Linked DNA regions of Oryctolagus cuniculus: region 1 is linked to region 2. The links are chromatin contacts, called in public Hi-C maps. All regions are on one chromosome and are shown on one strand. The core of a region is the stretch at or near the end of the contact, and the rest is flanking DNA. Distances in the headings are between cores, read along the strand shown.

What was found. A called contact is a pair of places that touch in the nucleus more often than the background predicts.
Region 1: a contact with region 2 is called in a Hi-C map of an unstated tissue, with 2.0 times the contacts expected there. The contact joins the promoter of ARF6 here to the enhancer-like site in region 2. A contact is called at or near these places in 4 of 6 Hi-C or Micro-C datasets (embryonic fibroblasts, liver, skin fibroblasts and 1 more).

What each region holds. Positions count from the first base shown.
Region 1 is chr12:26,199,977-26,203,022 of mOryCun1.1, reverse strand. ARF6 (ARF GTPase 6) reads left to right here and starts at 1,678. Exons shown (of 1, transcript XM_051822816.2): 1 at 1,678-3,046. The coding sequence starts at 1,958. The coding sequence ends at 2,485.
Region 2 is chr12:26,020,212-26,023,174 of mOryCun1.1, reverse strand. No RefSeq gene overlaps it. Among named protein-coding and RNA genes, the nearest start is that of VCPKMT, 21 kb to the right of the region's middle. Within about 2 kb of position 1,349, at least 3 of the 8 cell types and tissues checked have an H3K27ac peak or open chromatin away from gene starts, as enhancers often do.

The DNA of each region.
Region 1 (3,046 bases), core at 429-2,928, 180 kb before region 2:
TTAAACTCTCCAAATGCTCTCAATAGCCAGGTGGAAGCAGGAGCCTGGAACTCAATCCAGGTCTCCCAGGTGGGTGGCAGGGAGCCAGGAACTTGAGCCATCACCTGCTGCCTCCCGGAGTGGAATGGGCCTTAGCAGGAAGCCGGATCAGGTGCTGGGACTCGAACCCAACCAAGCTGATATGCAGCTCAGCTGTGCCAACCAGCGCCTTAGTAACCGCTGTCAGATTTCAACTGGCGAAGTAAAAATGTTAGCATACGCGGTCATAGCATCTTTCTTAAATAAAAAAAATAAAAAAAAAAACAACTCAAGCGTATTTCCTGTTTTTTTTTTCCTCCCCTTATTTGATATTTACTTTAGCTTTCACTTTCTTTCAACTTTAGAGTAACCCTTCGATACAAAGATTTCCTTGGTCTTCCACCAACATGGTATTATTTCATCCTCCAAGCGGGGCGGAGTAAGCGAGGTCAGTTTACACAGGAGATCAGCGAACGAGGTTAAGTGGCCTCTCAGGTTCTACACCCTACGCTAAGGTGACTGCAGCACGGGTGGGTGGGTGGGTGAGCAGCTGCCGCTCCCATACTAAAAGGAAGTGACACTGGACTAAGAACAGTTCATCGCGTTCCAGAAAGCTCTTCACCGCCAGCTTTTACAAGAAACGTGAGCTGGTCCTGATGCAACACGGACAGGGCTCCAGTGTTCGAGAGAGGGGCTTCCGAGCAAACCCGAGCCCAGCCACGGCGCGCCACTGACTGGCGGGTTCAACACGAGCGCGCCGGCCTCCCATGCGTCTTCCAGGAAAACCCTGAACACCAGAGGCAACGATACCAAGGAGGGGGTCGGAGAAAAAGCTAAAAAGCGGCCAAGGCGTCCCCGGGAGACCCGGGGCGCGCGAAGTCCGCCGAACTTTCCGGGCCTGCAAGCGGCTCCGTGGGGGCGGCTCGTCCGGCGGCCCCGCCCTTGCGGAGGCTCCATTTCCCCACCTCCCCGGAGTATTTGCTCCCCGGACTGCGGGGGCGGGCAGAGGCGCGGAACGAAGGGGCCGCCGAGCGCGCAGACGCGGCGAGAGCGACAGGTGGGCGCGGGCCAGAGCCCGAGGCGCGCGGGCTCGGGCGGGCGGCACCCGCGAGCCCTCCGGGACGCCGTAGCCCCGCCCCCTCCGGCGCGTGGCGCCCGTGACGCTGGGCGCGCGGGCCGCTCTCCTTCCAGAGGTCGCTCTTGTCCGAACGGTCGGCCTGCGCTGCGCCTGCGTGGTCGGGAGGGGAAGTGAGGCGGTTTCTTGGGCGCCTTTTCCGGCAGCGGCAGCGGCAGAGCTGGGAGGAGGTGGCGGCGGCCGGAGCGAGCCCGTGCTCGGGGCGGCGGCTGGAGGTAACCCCCACCACCACCACCCGGCACCGACACCCGGGGGCCGAGCTGTTAAGGCGGGCGGCCTCGGCCTCCGCGCCCGCTCCCGTTCGGAGCTCCGGCGGTAACTCCCTTCTCCTTCTCTGTGTCTCCGCAGGCAGCGCGCTGAGTTCCCGCGAGGATCCATGACCTGACGGGACGCCGGCGCCGCGCTGCCTGACGGGTGGCCTGGGTCGGTGGCGAGCCCGGTAGTCGGCGGGCCGTCGGGCGGGCGGAGGAACGGGCACGGCGGCGGCGCTCGCGCGGCGCCTGCGGGGGGGAAGGGCAGTTCCGGGCCGGGCCGCGCCTCAGCAGGGCGGCGGCTCTCCGGGCGCAGACTCAGGGCCCCGGCGGCGGCGGCGGCTGGAGGAACCAAGTTGTGCGGGTCGGTGATGCCCGAGTGAGCGGCAGGCCCGGGCCTCTCGCCCCGTAGGAGGCGACTCCCACGCAGGCCGCACGGGCGCCCTCGCGGCAGGGAGGCTTCGTTTCGGTTTCGCGGCGGCGGCGGCGGCGTTGTTGGCTTGAGGGGGAACCGGGACACCTGAATGCCCCCGGCCCCGGCTCTTCCGTCGCGATGGGGAAGGTGCTATCCAAAATCTTCGGGAACAAGGAAATGCGGATCCTCATGTTGGGCCTGGACGCGGCCGGCAAGACCACAATCCTGTACAAGTTGAAGCTGGGCCAGTCGGTGACCACCATCCCCACCGTGGGCTTCAACGTGGAGACGGTGACTTACAAAAACGTCAAGTTCAACGTGTGGGATGTGGGAGGCCAGGACAAGATCCGGCCGCTCTGGCGGCACTACTACACCGGGACCCAGGGTCTGATCTTCGTGGTGGACTGCGCCGACCGCGACCGCATCGACGAGGCCCGCCAGGAGCTGCACCGCATTATCAATGACCGGGAGATGAGGGACGCCATAATCCTCATCTTCGCCAACAAGCAGGACCTGCCCGATGCCATGAAACCCCATGAGATCCAGGAGAAACTGGGCCTGACCCGGATTCGGGACAGGAACTGGTATGTGCAGCCCTCCTGTGCCACCTCAGGGGACGGACTCTATGAGGGGCTCACATGGTTAACCTCTAACTACAAGTCCTAATGAGCATTCTCCACCCAGCCCCCGGAAGGAGAGAAATCAAAAACCCATTCATAGGATTATCGCCACCATCACCTCTTTCAATCGCCACTTTCTCTTCTTTTGAATTTGAACTCTGGAGTTACAGTTCTACGGTTTAGGGAGGGGGGGTTGGGGTTTTTCTTTTTTTTTTGCTTTTTTTTTTTTTCTTTTCTTTATTCCGCTTTGCGTTAGGATGCTCTGATTTGACGTTTGACATGAACACAAAGTGCTAGGTGCTCTTGTTGACTTCCAGCAAATGGGGTGGGGGAAATACAGCAGTTCTTGGTAAAGTCCTTTATAATAATGGTTTGATTTTTTTATTTCTAGAGAATCTTTTTCCCCCCCAAATGTATGCTTTTTTCCTTTTTTTTTTATCCAGTTTCCTTATCACTTGCTGTAGATGGCTTATTTTGCATTCATGCAGACTATGTTGCAAGTCTGTTTCATCTAGTAAACTGAAAATTATTGCTTAATCAAACTGCCGTTTGTCTTTTATATTTAAGGCTCCCCCCCTTATGAATTCTAACTTAGTAATTTCAAATG
Region 2 (2,963 bases), core at 100-2,599:
GATGGAACTCACTCACTCTTTCTTTCTCTCTCTCTCTGCTTCAGCCTTTCTGTAACTCTGCCTTTCAAATAAATAAATCTTAAACAAACAAAAAAAGGGAGACACGTGGAGAGGCGCTGGAGTCTAGGTTAATGGCCTTCCTCCTTCCCCAGCCCTGTGCCTAGATGAGTATAAATAAATCCCAGGAAAATCAGAGCAAGGCGTGAGGGCTGTCCCCACGGGCTGCAGTTGGGGGTTTACGTAAGTGTGCTAGGTTGCTGGGACCCCGTCTTGTTGAAGATGAGCAGTGTTCCTGGAGAGGAAAGGTATCCGTAGACAGGCGCCTCATCCAAGGGACGGCTCAGTGGCGTGGGTCGGCACAGGGCACGTGGGACTGTCCGAGTGGGTAAAGCCAGACGCCGGTGGTCGCTGCGCAGGCCGTTTCTGCGGCTGTAAACTGAGGGGGGTGCTCACAGATGGAGCACAGGCAGCAATCTCAGGGTGTTTCCCTGCACTCTCTCCTCATCTTCAGGAACCTTCTGGGCCACGCCCTCCCAGGCAGCCGCCCAACTTCCTCCCTCTGAGCTAGCACAGCAGAGAGGAAATGTCGTGGGCCGTGGGTCGCTGCGGCTGAGCTGCAGGCTCGGGGTGGGGGGAGGAGCCTGTCCTATGGGCTAGGGTCCCTGGGGCTTTGGTGCCCTGGACGCCCAGTGTCCAGGGCCTGGCTTCAGCCTCTGTAGCACAACTTATCATGGGGCTGGGCTGCTGTTAGGCCCCTGAGCTTTGGCAAACCCAAGGTGCACTTATAGTCTGTGTAAGAAGACCCACAACCCGAAGTCCTTTCAGGGACAATGAAATAAAACAAGGTATTGGGCTGAGAAGTGCTTCATCTGATAGGCTGGAGGAGTCAAAGGAAAAACATCTGTAAACCACGTCCCGCTCCAGGCCCTAGTAATAAGCATGATAACAAGTATTTATAAAATCTTGGGACACCATGAATGGTCAGTTCCTGCTCACTCCTAGGCACTGGCTCCCTAGCCAGGCAGCAAGCAGCCTCCTGGTATCCCCCGCACTGCTCACCGGGCCTGGCCGGCTGAACATGAGTGAAGACAGAGGATGGCGCCCCGCCTCCGTCATCTGGGCTGAGAGTGATGGGGGAGATTGAAAAGATCCGGTCCAGGATCAACCAGGGTTTGAAAGGAAGACAGCCTGAGAGCGGGGGAGCTGGGCCCTAATCCACCTCCACCCCTCTCAGGGAAGCCCTTCCGCTCCCCGGTCAGCTCATTCAGACGGCACTGCGGGCAGAGACGCGCCCTCTGCAGAGCTGTTATCCGGCTACAGCACAGCGTGCTGGCTGAGAAGGGGAAAGAAAGAATCAAGCTTTTGTCAGCGGTGAGCACCACCAACCACGGGAACCCACACTTCCACCCAGCTCTCAAGTTGACATTTGGTTCTTACACCCATTTTCCTATTTCGGCATCCCAAGAACTCTGGGGGTGGACAGAAAAAAAGCGTCATCACCACCCCCACCACCCCAGACCAAGCAACCTGCCTAAGGACTCGCAGCAAGTCAACGGCAGAGGCGGGCGCTCGGCCCTCACCCTCTGGCTTCCGCTCTGGCTCAGGAAGTTTCCACCTAGTGGTGCCAAGGCAAACCTTCCACCAGGAGAGGCAGAGTGACCTGAGGGGATCCGCAGGGCCACTCTCCCACTCACAGTCACTATGTGGCACTGACCCTTTGGAACGATGCCCCAGGGACTCCTCGTGAGTCAGAGCAGAGGGAAATCCTCCATGGCTGGACAAGGGTCCCTGAGGAGTCAGGGGAAGCTAAACAGGCAGGACCCTGGACTCCCTCTTTGCAGAAGCCCAGCCTTCCTGCCAAGGACCTCAGGGAAATGCAGCAAACAAAGCCTTCGCTTTGGCTGCAGAGTAACTGTCACACTATTCAAGGCTACTGTGAAGTTTCATCTGTGCCCTCGAGACACTGGGAAGAAACAGAAACCCACAGATTCCACCAGCCTTTATGACTTAATTGCAAAGCCACTTAACAGCTTTCACCCTCCCTTACACACACACACACACACACACACCTCTTTCTCTCGCTCTCTTGCTCGCGCTCTCTCTCTCTGTCATTTCACAGGTCTGGACAGAGATCCTTCTCAAAATGCAAAGCTCAGAATTGGTAAGTGGCAGTATTAGCTTGCGTCTTACATGAGCCCTGATCAAATTAAACAAGATCACATACAACAGCACTCAGATCAGCTTTGACAGTCACAGGTCCATCCGTACTCAGCCACAACATTTAATCTGGTTTCCTACTTGATGGTAATTTAACTCTCCTGCAACTCCAGCCTATTATCTGTCAATCATCAAGGCTACCTTGACCAGTCTAGGACTCCACTGTGGGAACAGTAGGTCAGTCACTGCATTGTGTTTCTGGAGAGGTGAACTTGGAAAGTTATTCAAGGATAATCCTGGAGACTTCTGAGACTCATGGTCTTGTTTCAGAGTTTTTAATATAATATTTAAAATTTATTTAATTATTTTTCATTTTATTTCAAAGGTAGAGAGACAAAGAAATAGACAGAGAGATCTTCCATTCATCGGTTCACACCTCAAATACACTCAACAGCTAAGGCTGAATGAAGGTGAAGCCAGAAACCCCAAACTCAATCCAAGTCTCTCATCTGCTGCCTACCAGGGTGCACACTAGCAGGAAGCTGGAATCAGAACTGGAAGCAGGACTCGAACCCAGGCACTCCGATATGGGATGCAGGCGTCCCATGCGGCACCTTACCTGTGTGACAGAGGCCTACCTCTTGTTTTAGAATTTGCTTTCCTCTTAACTGACAATCACAACATAAGAAATCTAAGCATCACATACAACCAATCACAATTAATTTAGAAACCACTTGAGCTGGCGCTGTGGTGCAGCGGGTTAACGCCCTGGCCTGAAGTGCCAGCATCCCATATGGGCACCGGTT